Linked DNA regions of Mus musculus: region 2 is linked to region 1. A link is a contact called in public HiChIP or PLAC-seq data. All regions are on one chromosome and are shown on one strand. Each heading gives the region's core, a stretch centred on a gene start, on an enhancer-like site or on the middle of the called end of the contact. The rest is flanking DNA. Distances are from core to core; before and after follow the strand shown.

Region 1 (3,122 bases), core at 212-2,711:
AAGGAGAGCCCCTCTCCTTAGCCTCCTCACATGCCTCTCCTCTTAGAATTGCAAGCCTGCTGAAGGCTTGGGGATGGTAACATAAGGAGTCCAAGAAGGAAAGAGTTACGGAAAGGGGAAACTGTGTGTGTGTGTGTGTGTGTGTGTGTGTGTGGTCCTACAGTGTTGGGTAACAGGAAGGCAAAGAAGTCAGGATTGAAAGATGGAACAAACCTGGTTCTCACTATAGAGTTCAACAAATCTATTCTAGCACTCACTTTCAGTAACTTTTTTTTTTGTCTAGACTTTTATCTAATCCTTCCCACCTGTCACATCAATTTCCAAATTACCTTTTATATGTATCCATTTTTCTCCATCACATCTCACCAGTCCCTTCTTTCTGTGTGCTTCATGCCCAGCACACACAGCAGCCTGCTCTGCGTTTCAAAACTAGTTCCTGTCACTCACTCTTCCCTGGCGACAGAATCCACGCTCCTTGCTTACAGTGGCCCAGAAATGTGCTGCAGGATGGGGCCTTTGGGCCTTGTTGGTTTCACCCTGTGTTCTTCAAGGGCGCCACAAGCTGCATGTACTAGGTGCTTCTGATCCTTCTAGCTGCTTTGCTCGCAGGTCTTTATAGCCTTCCCCTCTCTTCCCAGTTAAATGAGTCTCCTCAGAGGGTATTAGACCTCCTGTAGTGAAGTGGCTCTGACTTCCTTCCATTTTTCAGAGACTTACTTCCATATGTGTACCTCTAAGAACATCCATACGAGAATTAGCTGATGTGGTGCAGCTTAACTCAGTGGTTAAGAGCATTGGCTGCTGTTGCAGAAGACCTGGGTTTGGTGTACAGCACTCACGGGGTAGCTTACAACTATCTCTGCAGCTCCAGTTCCAAGGGGGTCCATTTGTACATTCGTGTACCTAGACATACATACAATTACACACCACCCCACATACTAAATGAATTTTTAAAAAGGGAATATTCTGTTGAACTATTCAGAACTTGCTTTCTCAACCAAAGATTGTCTCTACAAAGGCAAGCACAACTGGCCCACTTTTGTAGCCGCAGATACTGTAACTGTCTGTATGGCGCATAGTATGATCTTATTTAAGGCACTGTGCTGGGATGAATATGTAAAGTCCAATCATATGCTTCAGAAATGTGGAATGAAGAATAAACAGCGCACTCAGGAAGCAGAGGCAGGCTGATCTCTGAGTTCGAGGCCAGCCTGGTCTACATAGTAGGTTCCAGACCACTCAGAACTACACAGAGAGACCTGTCTCAAAGGCAAAAACGACACATTTGTATTTCAGTGAGGCGTGCGTGTAGTTCACGCGTCTGGAGTCTTGATACCGTGGCCACTAGCAGCCCTGCGCCTGCGCAGTAGCGGCCGAGGAACTGGCCTACAGGGGGTGGGAGGGGGAAGCGGCCGACCCTGGCGCGTGTTGATGACGCAATTAGTGTTTGCCTGGTAGCCCGTGGTAACCCGGAGTCTGCGGAAGTGTAGCTGCAGCAGCACCGCAGCTGAGACAGGTAACCTGCAGCTCCGGTGTCAAGCAGCCGCTCCGGGTTATGCGGACCCACGACCTCTGGTGGGGTGAGCAGGTAGGATCCGATCCGTCTTGCCCTGTGGTGAGCCAGTGGGATCCTGTTCGCCTCTTGTGAAGCGAGGCGGTGGGATCCTGTCTGACTTGTCTGGGGCGAGCCCTTGGGATGCTGTCACATAAATTGTAGCCGCAGTATTAGCGCTCAGCACTTGCGGCGACCGCTACCTGCAAAGGTGGTGCTCATGGTAGACGGAAACCACACCGGCCAGCGGAGCGGTGCTTAGAGCTGTTTTCAAAGGTGACAACTGGGCTCGTGTTGATGCTGAATTCAATTCTGATCCCTCGTGCTTTTGTTTTGTTTCCACGTGCAACTAGCGCATTCATTTCAGAAGGGTGTGTTGTGCTCCGTGTGATTTGAGAAGGCTGCTAGTGATTTCCTAGTTGGTAAAGATTAGGTTGTCCCGTATTGGGAGCTACAGAGAATAATATTGTTTACTGTCGACTTGTCTTTTAGACTCCAGGGATTGTGCCCTGCACTTACATTTCATTGTCTCCTTAGTTCATGCAGTATTGCAAGTTATGAACTATTATGTTTGCCTTACAGAGAAAATAACTGAGGCTCAGCTCCATCAAATTGACTGGGTGAAAAATTCCCAGTAACCAAAAGCAAAGGGCAAGTTTAAATTCAAGGTTATGCATGGCTTCAAGGTCTCTCTCTCTCCTCTCCTCTTCCTCCCCTTTAAAAATAACCACCATCAGTGGTCAAATTCCAGGCTTTTTACATTAGTCATATGTGATTCCATACGTTTATTCACCCATCTGACCATATGAATTGTGTGTGTAACACACACATGCACGTGTGCAATACGTGTACGCATGTGGAGACAAGGGATAACATCAACTGTGGTTTCATAGATGCTGGCCACCGTTTTTTGTTTATGTGTTTTTGAGACAGGTTCTCTCACTGGCCTAGAGCTTGCCAGGTAGATTGGTTTAGCCAGCAACTCTTGAAAATGCCCGCCTCTATCTCCCCAGCACTGGAATCACAGACCTGAAACTTTCCACTCAGGTTCTGGGGACCGAACTTGCGTCCTCGTGCTTACACAGCAGGTGGTTTTCAGCCTGAGATGCCGCCGAAGCAGCAGCAGCAGCTGCTTCTTCTTCTTCTTCTTCTTCTTCTTCTTCTTCTTCTTCTTCTTCTTCTTCTTCTTGATTCATTTATTTATTTTATGTATATGTGTACACCAGTGCTCTCTTCAGACACACCAGAAGAGGACACCAGATCCCATTACAGACGGTTGTGAGCCACGATGTGGTTGCTGGGAATTGAAACCAGGACCAGTGGAAGAGCAGTCGGTGGTCAGTGCTCTCAACCGCTGAGCCATCTCTCCAGCCCACTGAGCTGCCTCTTAAGCCCCTATTTTGATACTTTGTAAATATGTTGTAAATTCTCATATTCTTAAAGTTAAGACATCTGGAAACATGTCTTCTTCCTACAGGCACGCGCACGCGCGCGCGCGCGCACACACACACACACACACACAGAGAGAGAGAGAGAGAGAGAGAGAGAGAGAAGAGCGAAAGCACCCTTA
Region 2 (3,122 bases), core at 303-2,802, 300 kb after region 1:
GCCTGGTCTACAGAGTGAGTTCCAGGTCAGCCAGGGATATACAGAGAAACCCTGTCTTGAAAAACCATAAAAAAAGAAAAAAGAAAAAAAAAGAAATGTCTTTATAATTCATATGTATTTGACATTATGTTTTATAAAGGAAATGTCTCTGATAGCAAAATCAAATAATACTTATATCCCCCATCCCTTCCCTGGTCCTCCATCATTAATTCCCCCAGACATACTTTCTGGGCCTTCCCTGGAGGATAAATCTTGAGTGGAGGTCTCTAGAGACTGGGTTGGTCCTTTTGAATACAGAGGCTCGTGGGACTGTTATAGTTCCAGTCTCCCCAAGTCTTTGCTGCGGCTAATTAAAATGGCTTTAGGAACTTGTATGTTGTGAACACAGAGACACCACCCTCACCCGTGGGCATGTGGGTTACTCTGAGCTTGAAGATGGCTGGAACCTTCCACTGATGGCTTTTTAAAGATCTTTGCCAGTGAACTTCTCAGAGGGACATCTGTAAACATAGTTAATTAAAGTATGAAATCATAGTTCATGGAGACATAATTTATCTTGCAAGCCTTACTTGCTTTTAATCTTTGCTTATAGGAAGAAAACCCTAAGTTTTAAACGAATTCCTTAAGAGCAGCTGCCCCTAAAATGGCCATAACAGTGGTCAGGGAGGAAAGTCTTTATCACCCTTAAAGGTATTAATTTTTTAATATTATTTTATTGTTTCAAATTAAAATACTACTCCATTCCCTCTTTCATTCACTAACTCCCGCCCTTCCTGTCACCTCACATTGTGCTGTCTCAGACCTATGACCTCTTTTTCTTTGTTACATACTGTCTTAAATTCTTAGCGTTGTTACATGTATGTACATATATGTTACATATAAGTACAGCCTGCTCAGTCCTTATAATGTTACTTGTGTGTGTATGTCTTGAGCCCCTCTTGAGCTCCCCTGCTCTGACCTTGAGGTCCCCTTCAAAGTCCAGCTCTTAACAAGTCAGTAGGTTATAAGTTCTGAATGTACCACTTTCGGAGGAGCACCAGGTTGCAGGAGAATTGGGGTTCCCTTTGTGGGTTATTAACAATTTCTTAAAGCCTTTCAAAGTGAGTTGCTTAGGATTTGAACATCACAATGTAATATGCTATCTTTGACTTAAGAAGGGGCTATGAGCATTAGAAAGCCCAGGCTCGACCTTTCTTAAAGGACCCAGATCGCAAGGGTCAGCATGGTTTAAAGTAACTGCTCTGCAAAATCTCAGGGGAAATGAAAATTGTACTTCATCTAATGCCTTTGTCACAATTTTCAAGAGGAAGGTTTTCTGTTCTGTACTCTTGACCTTACGTCTGCAGGTTTCTCCCTAAAGCTACCCTTTGTTTAACCAGAAAGCTGATCCGAGTTCTTTGCTGGATGATGTGAAAGTCATCAGGTGCACATCTATGTTCAGATACACTCTGTAGACTTTTTCCATCTGAGATTATGGCATAATACAGAGGCTGTTAGATACTACCACACGCTGAGTTCAGGTCTTCCCCGGGGAACTTAACTGTAGCTTCCCCTGGGGCAGTACATCCCTCCCACTCCCAGGTCTGTGAATAAACATGACCTCTTCTGTTCTGGGCAGTTTCTTCCAAGAGATTGCTAGAGGAGCTAGGGAGACGCATTCCCACTCTCCAGCGTGGAATGAGAGACCCAGGAACATGACTGGCTTACAGCTAGCTGCTCTGCTAGGGAGAGGCAGGCCATGCTTAGGAGCTGCCGTGTCCCAGGTGGGATGCCATGGGACAGGGGAACCCACTCCCTCAGAGCAACCTCAGACCTCCTAAGGCTTCACAAGCCAACTTCAGTTGGTGGTTCTTGCTGATTCTGACCAGCTTTCTGCCACTGACATCTTATAACCATGAGTCAGAGATGTGGTAGGAGAGCACCTTAGACATGTTTAAACTTCACTGGACTCTCGGTGAAAGCTGACCAATATGGGAGGGGCTGTCCATAGATACTTGCCATGTGAGCCACAACTAAGTCACATAAAAACACATGGATTTCCTAAATGTAAAGTGCATTCTGGACAGATGGGGAAAGGGTCTTGCTTCTTTTCAGTTACACCAACTCCCTTGAAAACTAGGTAGCATCAAACAGGAGCAATGGGGTGAATGGGAATCCCCTCCATACTATAGTAGGGAGCCTGCTGATTTCTAGTGGGCTGTAGCTTATCCTGCACTAGGCTGAATGTGGGGCTTTGCTTTCTAGGCAACTTGTATACATTGTAAATCTGAGTACAACAAGCACACACCCAAACTGGAATAAAGTGACAAAATGTGTAATGACAGAACTTACACAGTACAGCTTTTGGCAACTATAGCACTACCTGCCCATGTGGAGACTGGTGGACACTTCTGGGAAATGGAGACAGGAGAGCTGTAAATAGCCTCCCTTATTGTAAAGTAACTAGTGCTTCTATGGTGCAGGCACAACACTCTGCAGAGATTTCTGCTCAAGGAGCATTGTTGGCTGGCCTTGTTCCTTTAAGTAGCGCTGCATCAAGATCCTTAGCCGTTGGACCTCTTGCTGGCAAACAGCAAGCTTAGTCTGTGAAGCTATCCTAGATGCTGGGTTTCTGGGCCATTCCCACTCACCTTTTCCAGAAGATGCTTGCTCTCAGAGGCTTCTCATGGAATCCAGGTTACATCTGTCTGGGCAGGACTTTGTTAGACCAAGGCACCACTGGAATTCATGTGGAGAACTGACCCACTTTAGGACTGAAAGAGGGGTTACCGTGGGCTTCCTAGATAGGCAGGAGTCTGAGGGACCAGCTGAGGTTGTCTATCTGTGAACTAAAACACTTAATAGAATGTCATGGGAGGGTTGCTTGGGGTCCATCAGATTTCTCTGTGCTATTGGAGTCTTGCTCTTCAGAAACAGTTGGCCATTGAGGATTGTCTGATAAAGGTAAACAAATGTGGCCGGGGGTGGGGGGAGCATTAAGTTGAATTTGTTTTGACAGAGTTCAGGGATCGGAGGATTAAATAGCCCTCAGCTTCCAGCATTTGTCCCTACAGACATGCCAGCTGCTCAGATTATGTCTCCTAAGGGAAGAAATGAGGCGTCTGCCATCTTTACATCAACTC

Evidence for each region. HiChIP or PLAC-seq counts read pairs in DNA pulled down with a chosen protein or histone mark.
Region 2: an HNF4G HiChIP or PLAC-seq map of pancreatic cancer cells shows a contact between it and region 1. The contact joins the enhancer-like site here to the promoter of Aopep in region 1. A contact is called at or near these places in 11 of 39 promoter capture datasets (the 3T3-L1 cell line, the C10 cell line, the HPC-7 cell line and 7 more), 6 of 484 Hi-C or Micro-C datasets (bone marrow-derived macrophages, embryonic stem cells, macrophages and 2 more), 15 of 115 datasets of contacts at active chromatin or transcription factors (Th17 cells, bone marrow-derived macrophages, cardiomyocytes and 11 more) and 5 of 9 other capture datasets (adipose tissue, bone marrow-derived macrophages, embryonic stem cells and 2 more).

What each region holds. Positions count from the first base shown.
Region 1 is chr13:62,963,432-62,966,553 of GRCm38.p6, forward strand. Aopep (aminopeptidase O) reads left to right here and starts at 1,462. Exons shown (of 16, transcript NM_001289926.1): 1 at 1,462-1,588.
Region 2 is chr13:63,264,584-63,267,705 of GRCm38.p6, forward strand. The region is part of intron 13 of Aopep (aminopeptidase O); the gene reads left to right. Among named protein-coding and RNA genes, the nearest start is that of Gm16907, 31 kb to the right of the region's middle. Within about 2 kb of position 1,553, at least 10 of the 459 cell types and tissues checked have an H3K27ac peak or open chromatin away from gene starts, as enhancers often do. A contact at or near this core is called in pancreatic cancer cells, where this site is marked.